Linked DNA regions of Mus musculus: region 1 is linked to region 2. The links are chromatin contacts, called in public HiChIP or PLAC-seq maps. All regions are on one chromosome and are shown on one strand. The core of a region is the stretch at or near the end of the contact, and the rest is flanking DNA. Distances in the headings are between cores, read along the strand shown.

Evidence for each region. HiChIP or PLAC-seq counts read pairs in DNA pulled down with a chosen protein or histone mark.
Region 1: a contact with region 2 is called in an H3K27ac HiChIP or PLAC-seq map of embryonic fibroblasts, with 33 read pairs. The contact joins two enhancer-like sites. A contact is called at or near these places in 3 of 15 datasets of contacts at CTCF or cohesin (CD8 T cells and the NIH/3T3 cell line), 21 of 484 Hi-C or Micro-C datasets (the 4T1 cell line, the Ba/F3 cell line, the C2C12 cell line and 16 more), 15 of 115 datasets of contacts at active chromatin or transcription factors (CD8 T cells, the HPC-7 cell line, Th17 cells and 11 more) and 1 of 9 other capture datasets (liver).

The regions. Positions count from the first base shown.
Region 1 is chr8:126,681,541-126,686,620 of GRCm38.p6, forward strand. No RefSeq gene overlaps it. Among named protein-coding and RNA genes, the nearest start is that of Gm31603, 46 kb to the right of the region's middle. Within about 2 kb of position 3,586, at least 122 of the 459 cell types and tissues checked have an H3K27ac peak or open chromatin away from gene starts, as enhancers often do. A contact at or near this core is called in the 4T1 cell line, the C2C12 cell line, CD8 T cells and 12 more, where this site is marked.
Region 2 is chr8:126,612,133-126,616,799 of GRCm38.p6, forward strand. No RefSeq gene overlaps it. Among named protein-coding and RNA genes, the nearest start is that of Gm31546, 18 kb to the left of the region's middle. Within about 2 kb of position 2,234, at least 216 of the 459 cell types and tissues checked have an H3K27ac peak or open chromatin away from gene starts, as enhancers often do. A contact at or near this core is called in the 4T1 cell line, the C2C12 cell line, CD8 T cells and 12 more, where this site is marked.

The DNA of each region.
Region 1 (5,080 bases), core at 2,336-4,835, 71 kb after region 2:
AGTCCATCTACGTTGTGGTTTTGAGATAAGGTCTCTCATTGGTCTGTAACTCACCCATTAAGATAATCCTGTTGTCTTAGGGCTTTTACTGCTGTGATGAAACACTATGACCAAAAAGCAAGTTGAGGAGAAAGGAGTTTATTTATTCAGCTTATACTTCCATATCACTGTTCATCATTGAAGGAGGTTAGGGCAGGAACTCAAGCAGGACAGGAACCTGTAGGCAGGAACTGATGCAGAGGCCATGGAGGGGTGCTACTTACTGCCTTTTTCCACATCGCTTGCTCAGCCTGCTTTCTTATAGAACCCAGGACCACTAGCCCAGAGACAGCGCCATCCACAGTGGTCTGGGCCCTCCCCCACTGATCACTAGTTAAGAAAATGCCTTACAGCTAGATCTTATAGAGGCATTTTCTCCATGGAGGTTCCCTCCTCTTAGATGACAATAGTTTGTGTTAAATCAGTGTAAGTCTAGCCAAGACACATGGGTCCTGGGGGGTAAGCTGAGGACTTCATGCTTAAATGCAGGCTCTTTACCAACAGTGCATCTCCCCAGACCTTCCTAGCTCACTCCTAAGAAGAGGCCAGGGAACTTCTCTGAGCTTTCTTGCATCTGCCCAGTGGAAATGTTGCGCTGTACCCAGGCAGACTGCACTCTATGCTTATTCTGCCAAGGGTCATGCTTTGAAAATATCTTGAATTTTGTTTTTGTAGCTTGTTAACCTTTTCCTTCCTGTGACAATGCTAGTGTTTGTGCTGCCTTCTCAGCAGTAGGAGGCCGTTCTGAGTGGACGCATCAAGGCATTTCCCCCTTAATCTCATTACAAGGGTTTCTCAGTCTTTAATTCTTCCCAGGACTCCCTTGTTGTGAAACAATTTCCTCTTGGAACCCTTTCTGCTTTGTGACGCTAGGAGAGCAAGTATGTTTGGTTTTGTTGAGAAACAAGGAAAGAAAGACAACAGCAAAGAACAAAACCAAGCTACGCATACAGCACAGGGAGCTGGGGAGAGAGCTTGTTGTCTGCCTGGCAAATCACCAACCTGACACACTTAAAAAAAGCTCGGAATGGTGGGGTTCTTGTAAGCCAGTACTGGGGAGGGTAGAGACAGAATCCCTGGGACTCACTGATCGGCCCTGCTAGCTTAGTGAGTTCCAGGTCATAAGAGATCCCATCTCAAAAAATAAGAAATTAAGGTGGATGGTATGTCTAAGGCTGTCTTCTGGCCTCCACCTGTATGCACACAAATTGTGATTACAGAATATAAAATGAGGTCCTGGCATGTAGAAGAGCTGAAGTCTGCGGCTTGGACCAGGTGTTCTGATTCCCAGATTGAATGAGGCTGTCTCCAGGAGGCCATCTTGTCTCTGCCTCTCTCCTCCCTACCTGGGGCTTAAGACATGTGAATGAGCCCACGCTTGACAGCTGCTACCACTCACGTGTTTAGAGAGCATCTTATTTCGTCCTCTTGCCCCTCAGATGTTGTCCATCTGCCTGCTTGGCCGCCCTGATGAGAATCTTATGAGCATGTGGCATTTCCAGAGTTTTTCTTAGTCTAAATGCCATGGACAAATCCCTCCTGAAATCTTATCCATATGTGCTGGGTTCATCCTCAGTCCTTGAAGGAACAGAGCCAGCCTCTCGTTAATTTTCCAATCTTTCCCACTAAAATGTTTAGTTCCCCTTCTGAGTCCTTTCATAGATTATTTCTGCCAAGACAATGGGACAGAGGGTTCCTGGAATAAATGATGGAACTGGAGGGAATTAACCAATAAGATCAACGGTGGAGCCAAGCCAACTGTTGGAGCCTCCCCATCCCATGCAACTGGTACAGGGAGGCAGAAGTGCTTCCCCAACTGTCTGTCCCGGTACCATGTGGCTGTACATGTGTTGCACACAAGTGTCATGCAGATGGAGGTCCACGCCTTGCTTCCTGGGTTTGATTGATGGCAACTAGCCAGGGTTATAGCTGCAGCAATAGGCATTATTAGGGAGGTGGCACCCACAGCACTGGGGGCCATCCATATGAGATTCTTACGAGCATATGGGTTTTTCTTATCACGGTTTTTCTTAGTCTAAACTGCATGGACAAATCTCTATTGAAATCTCATCCACTATGCAAAGTTTATCCTCAGTCCTTGAAGGAACCAAGCCAGTCTCTTTGTTATGCCTAACCTGGTTGGCTTTCTGGGACAGAGCTGTGGCCCCTGATCTGCTGGCAACTCACTTCCTCTTTTCAGTAGAATGGTACTAATGATACCATCCACTTCCAAGTCTTGCTTTCTTGTACATTCATGTAAGAATGAGTAGATATGTATACATGCAAATATATGCATATATCACACATGTACATATTTAGATATGTACATGTTAGGAAGACTGGGTGAGATGAATGGAGAGGAGAGGAGACCTATCAGACAAACCTAAAGGAATCCTAAGCTGACACATCCTTTCATTATGTCCTCATGAAATGGCATGTGTGGGTGAGGGAGGGGTTCTAGGAGCTTCAGTAGCTTACCCATCACCATTAATCCTGCAGTTGGCAGCTTGTGTCAGTTGGCTCAAAAGCAGTGACTCACTCTGACTCAAAGGGCTCTGAAGACTTCTCCTTGAATCCGTCACAACACATCTTCCTCTCTGGCAGCTCTTCATGACTCAGAGGCCCCTCAGCCAGGCCACTGGGAGATTGGGGGATGGGGATGTTTCGAGTGATTGAAAAATCGTGTCTGACACCGGGGAGACAGTTCAGTTAGTAAAGCACAGTGAGTCTCACACTTGTGAAGATTGGAGACTCACTGCAAGAACCCATATTTAACAATAATAATAATAATGCAGGCATGGTGGTGTGCTTGGGATCCGAGCCCTAGGGAAGACAGGTACAGGATGATCCCTGGGCACTGGCCAGCTAGCCTAGGCTACTCGGAGAGATCCAGGCCAGAGGAAGAGTGCATCTAGAAGACAAGGTAATGGCTAAGGAAGCATGCCTGAGGAAGGACCGCCTATATACCTTTGACCCTCGCTTGTGCATGTGCTCACGCACATTCAGTTCTTGTTCATGTGTACATCACACTTGAATGTGCATACACGCACATCTAATGCACATGCACACAGAGAGAGAGACACACAAGAAAGTCCATGTTTGCACATAAGATTTCATTTCCTTTGACTTTCAAGCTGAGAAATTACTGGCAAACTTGTTCCAGGAGAAAATATTGAGCAATTGTTATCAGTGAGAATGTCTCTGTCTGTCTAGGGGGTAGAGGGCAAGAATGGTGACCCAAGAACAGCTGGCCCCCTTTTAAAAGTCTTTTATTCCCGACAATGACTAATGGCTGTCACCAGTAGACAAGCACCTGGCCATTGCTGAGCACAGAGAAGTGAATATATATGTATAGGAAATTTTATAGAAGAAATATTTGTTTTATGTTTGTTTTGTTAGTGTGTGTGCATGTGAGCGTGCAAGCACCCATGGGGAGGCCAGAGGACAATGTCTCACACTTGCCTGGGACTTAGAAGTTATGTCAGGCTGGACAGTCAGTGAGCCCTAGGGATCTGCCTGCCTCTCCCTTCCCAGTGCAGAGGACTACGTGAGGATGTCACCACATCTGGCCTTTTACAAACACTATCTGGGAACCAAATCCAGGTCTACGTGCTTGCAATACGAGATCACTTTACCTACTTGGCTTCTTCCCCATCCCAAAAGATATTTCTAGAGCCCTTCACAGCACCTGTGTGTTCAAAGCCACTGGAGGAAGACCACACAGCTCCTTGCCCTGAAGCAGGTCTGAGAGATGGACTGGTGGCTTTACCGAAGGTCGGGTTTCACAGATTGATGTGGAGGTTTGGCCATGGGGAAGAAGCACAAGCAGGTCCATTCATTCAAGTTGTTTAGCAATCTGGCATAAAAGACTGCTCACATGACGCAGAACCAACAAACTCGTGGGGATATTCCAAATTAGACAGTAAGGTGTGTGAAGAGCCTGGGGCGTGGGAGGCCCAGCCTTCCACAGGATTCGGCAGCAGCTCTGTTGTGTGGCCTCCATTTCTTCTGACTGGCCATTGACTCATCCTGCCGGTGCCTGGCTGCATAGAACCCACTTGGAGCAGAGTGATGACAGTGCTCACTCCCTCCAGGCATCTTCTCCTCAACTCCCTTTTGTTCTCAGCTAGGCCCTGGTCTGTCACAGCCTGCTCGGGCCTGTTTAGGACTCAACCAGGCTTAGTGATCCAAGGCAGGCTGGAAAAAAGAAGCTTCAGTGGGTGGGGAGGTGAATCGGTGGGTAAGAATGCTGAACATGCATGAGGACTTGAGTTCAAATCTCCAGCCCCCACTCAGAGAATGTGGTGTGGCTGTGTGAGGCTGTAGCTTACACACAGTGGGAGGGGGAGAGAGGAGGATTGGCATCAGTTGGCTGCCAGCCTAGTCTCAAGAGCAGGAAAAGTCAGGGTCTCAAGAGATTAAGGCAGAGAGTGATAGAACAGGACAACCTTGGCCTGCACAACAAGTACACATGTGGATATATAACACATACATGCACACACACAAAATAACAATAACAAATAAAGAAAACAAGCTTCATCCTGGAGAGGTAAGCAGGGAAGGGGAGGCCAGGGTGTAGAGACAGAGACCGGCCATAGTCCCTTGGGAGCAGAACTGCAAGAGGCACACTATACAGAGGTGACTTTAGGGTGCCTTCTGTGTTCTTAACACATGCAGCTTCCTTTCTGGTGGTAGCCCTGAGAGTCACAAGAGGACAAGTGTCTACACTGGCAGCGAGCTGAAGAATCACAGTCCAAGCCCCTGAACCAGGTTCTAAGCGTGACTTACTTGGAATGCTCTTATTCATCGCCCACCAGGCTGACAATATGTTGGGGATCATTTGAATATGAAACCCACTGGTCAGTAACACAGGTTTCTAGACATGCCCATCTGGTCAACCTTTCTTCTCATTCCCCAGTAGCAAGTGATTGAAAAACATCAGAGAGACATAGGTTTGAATCCTGACTGATCAAGTGCTTTGGGAAGGTTCGACACTTTTGGTCTCAGTTTCTCTCTTGGGGGAAAATCCAGAATAACAGTG
Region 2 (4,667 bases), core at 984-3,483:
GTGGGAAGCACCAGGAGCCACTCGGTCCCTTAGGTACCTTGTGGAATTTCTCAATCTAATTTTGTTTAGTTTGGGGGAACTTTTTTCTTTTAGATATTTGGTCCTAGGGAAAAAAAAATTTCCTGTGGTTTCTCTCCTATTCACCCTTAGTAATCGCTGCTTTTGAGAAAGACTTTCTCCATTTTCCCATAAAACCAAAACATGGCAGACATCCCTTGTATCTGGATTCCACTCCCACCGCCTGCTGTCCCCCCAAGCCCTTTCTTCACCCAGGGCTTGTCCTCTTGTCCTTGATGAAGATCCTTCCTGCAGAATCCGGCTGGATGAATAGAAACTCAGGGTTGCATGTGGCCTGAGTCCTACCCACAAGGTTCCAGGAATACCCTCTGCCTCAAGGACCTCAGGCTTCATAGCAGGGTGTGTGGGAGAGTCCAGTTCCCTCTGATGTAACCCTGGTTGTCCTGTGTCCCTTTTCCCTGTGGGCACTTGTAACTCATCACCCTTCACCGGCTGCTCCTTAACTGTCACCTGGGTCAACTGTCCTGTACAGTGCCACGTGTTCTTCTTCAACCAGGGCTTCATCGCTCCATCTTCCCATGACTTCTGTTGTGACAGTTTTATAAAGAGACCCTTGTAGCCTATTCTTTGGCTGTCAGACTACTGGGGACTCCAAGAAACTGGAATTTCTCTGGGAATCTCAAGCTGTCAGATGGAGAAGGCCTTGTGCCAGCCAGAATCCCCCAGGAAGGGTCACACAGGTCTGACCATGTGTCACACCACCTCACAGGAGACTGGAGCCCAGGTGGTGGTGGTGGTGGTGGTAGTGGTGGCAGTGGCAGCGGCAGCAGCTCAGTGATGGGCGGGGCCACACCTTGGCCAGATCTGCTTCTCTGCGCATTCACTTGCTTTCTACTTAACCCTAAACCTCATGCCAGGATCTCAGAGATGGACTTGAGGGTTGCTAGACCCCTTTGTTCTTCCCACTGTGGCCACAAAAAATAAATCTCTTTTCTCTGCTTTTATTGCTACTTCTTTAACTGGGGAGGGGTAGCCCTGGCTAACTTTTTTTTATAGCTACCAGGACTCAGGCTTTGACCCCAGCAACCCCATAACATTCTCCCTGACGTTTGTCTCACACAGCCACCCACCTGCTGTTTGCTAACCATCCTTTCTTTCTTCAGCTGGGAGGAGTCAGGAGCAAGCAGCCTGTGAGTCACGTTCCCTTAAGGGTTCCCACTGATATGCTGTGATCATGGACAGGTCCCCTGACAACCAGAACTTCTGCCACAGCGGCTCTCGGTACCCCACAGGTGAAGTCCTAGGTATTTACTGACTACATTTCACTCTCAAGAGGGACAGGGGCATTTCCACAATTCCCCTGTGGGTGGGGGTAGGGACTTAGATAGGCCGAGTCCCCAGCAAGCCCAGAATGTGTGATTCTTGCCAGCATCTGAGACCCCAGACAGAGGTGAGAATAGGAGTGGGTAGCCCCCAGCTTCCTAGCTCACAAAGCACAAATCATCACTAGATACAGGCTCCGTGAGGAGTAAGAAATCGGTACCATCGTGCAGCTGTAACCTGCATGCTGAAAGAGTCGGACATGACTGTCAGCAACATGACAGCCTGGGAAATGGGTACAAGGTGGGGCAAAGCCTTCCCGGTGGTTAACAAGGTTCTCCTGTTATCCCAAGCCCTGATCTCAAGCATCCTGCCATGTCCTGCCTTCAAAGGTGAAGGTGAACCTGAGTCTCAAGAACATGCCTGTTTCTACTACCTAAAGAAACATCCGGCCAGCTTATTAAAATTAGGCTAGAGGAAAGCCCAGCAAGGCCCCAGTCCGACTCCAAGAAAGCCGAGTGTCTTCTGAAAATAGGGTTGGGGTGACTGCAAGTAAGACCTTTCTCTGGGAGGACTAGCCAGCCACACTTAGATAACAGAGTACAAAGTACAACTAGGATCAAGGATGAGTCCCAAGCAAGCATAGAAAACCAGTGTATACTGTGCAACCAGGATCAGGGATCAGTATCCAGGCAAACAGCCAGCCAGTGTGCAGTGTGCATGCAGAATCAGCCAAGGTAGGTGACTAATGTTTAGAGTGTGACCAGGATTGAGGATCAATATCCGGACAAACCTAGAGGCCCATGTGCAGCGTGCAACCAGGACCAAGGGTCAGTGTCCAGGCAAACAGACAAGCTATGTCCAATGTGTAATCCAAACTGTGAGTCAGCGGAATCAGAGACAGAGCCAGAGCCACCCATGCTTGGCTGAGAAACCAGATACCAGCTCTGGGCAGGAACTCACCCTGGGGAAGCTGTTGCCTCATTCTCTAGGCCCTTACCTCTTGCCTTCCTACAAAAACCAGGCCAAACAGGATTTGGGGTGTGGCCAGGCTGATCAGCCTACGTCACCATCCCGGTCACAGTCTGTCTGGGCAGAACCCAAGGGGTCTGTGGGTTCTCGCAGCCTTCTGCATCCTACTGTAATATGGGTAGATTTCCTGGAGGCCACCGAGCATACTCCTTCAGTAGAGGCTTTACCTCAGACCAGCAGGTGTTCAAGAGGAAGTGGGGGCGGTTCCATGTCTCTCTGGGACTTGCACCCCAGTTGACAGGGTCACAGGGACAATCTGAGGCATACCCCTGGGATCTGTGGCCTTTGGCCCCCAGGCAGCCCACCCATAGCTCAGAAGGTATGAAGTGGGAGGTGAAGGAGAAGCACCGGAAACCTGGTGGGAAACAGACATGGGAACACGTGAGCACTTGTCCATCTCACTGGCTGGGTTCCATGTGTCACCTCTGACTGCCCTGCTCTGTGCGTTGTCAGCATTGAACACTTGATGTGACCACACCCCCTGGTCTCCAGGCTGCAGCCCTTTGGAAGGATGTGCCTGTGTTGGCTACATTTCTTCTTGCCTTGACAAAATCTTGGACAAAAGCAATTTGGAGCGAGAGAACGTCCATCCTTCACAGTGGGGACTGTACAGGAGAGTTCAGGGTGGCTGGAGGCTGTGCTAGAGCTCCTGACCTGACCATCAGACTAGGAAGTGGAAAGGACACCATAGCTCCTCATGGAAGCAGAAACTGGTTAAGACCCTGTTCTCCAGTGACTTACTTTCTCTAGCTAAGCCCCGGCTCTTAAAGGGTCCATGTTTCCCCCAAGCATCATTCCTACTGCATAAACCTGAGAGGGACATTTTGCATTTAAAGTCACAGTCAAGTAGATCAACCTTGGCCAGAAACAATTTCTCTTTCCCCAGCAACTAAATACAGTACTGCAGATCTTGGGGAACCTGGAGAGGAGGGTGACAAGAGTCAGGGGTGAGGAGAGACAAGAGCTGGCCTGTCATCCCTATATGAGGGGTGTCCCTGGTGGCTGGAGATCCTGGAGTGCCTTTGTTTTCCTAGGGACAGCAACTGCCTCAACCCGTGGTGTGAATGCAACAGTTGGCCCATTTATCACTTTGATTTTTAACTCCCACCTTCTCAGTCCCATCCCCCACCCTGTCCCATATCAGCAGTTCAGTGGATGCTCTGCTCCCAGGGGTGTGACTTTTTAAAAAGGTAAAAACTGTTGGCTGGTGGATGAGGGGGAGCCAGCCTGGAGGAGCCAGCATCTGGTTTTACAAGTCTGGGATCTCCTTTCAACCCTCTCAGTTCGCTGCTCTCCAGATGGACAGGGAGGCTCGGAATGCATGTGGGAGACCGGAGGTTGGGGCTGGCGGTGAGGCATTGCAGAACCTCCATGAGTAAGAATGAGTAACCAGCTCAGAGCTCCTCCTAGCTGGGCAGAGGCACTGACCCAGTTCTGTATCAGCTGAAGGTGGAGCTGGTGGGGCTGGTGCCTGGTGTGGGCTGAGAAACCACCCAGATCTGCATACAATGGGCCACTGCAAGCCCAGAGACCCGGAAGTCCTCCCAGAGCTCACGCCCCTGCTTCCCGTCCTGCATAGCTGTGTGTGGGAGGGGCCCCAACCACCCACTCATGTCCCCGCTTCAGGCTTCCAAACACTGCTATTGACATCGGTCTCAAACAAGGAACAAAACCAAGAAGTTACTCTTGGGGTTGCCCAGTCTCCTGAAGACAAAAGAGGGTTGGTCTTTCCTCAGAAGCATTCCTGGAGGAGAGACTGCTCATGAAACCCACAAGAGAGTTACAAGAACTCAAATGAAAACAAAGATAATGGTGGCCCTGCCTGGGGATTAAGTAAGCAGTCAATGCTAAGGGGGACTCTTCTGTGGAACTGCCTGCTAGCTGTGCAGAGAGCTCCAGTGCTGTACATTGCATGAACTGGGGACTAGCTGTATTGCGAAGCAGCTATCACATCATTAAACTCACCCTGTTCACCAAACTAGACGAGGGTAGAACAGTTTCTTCCCTGTGTCATCAGTGAGCTATCTGGAGTGAATACAAGTTCATGTCTCCCTGGAGAAGTTTCTCTCTCTCTCTCTCTCTCTCTCTCTCTCTCTCTCTCTCCTCCCCCTTCCTCTCTTCCCCCTCACTCCCCCCTCCTTCCCTCCCCTCTGCCCCCTCTCTCCCCCCTTTTTTGAGACAGGGTTTCTCTGTGTAGCCCTGGCTGTCCTAGAACTCGCTCTGTAGACCAGGCTGGCCTCAAACTCAGAGATCTGCTTGCTGGGATTAAAGCCATGCAGCACCACTGCTAAGCCTAC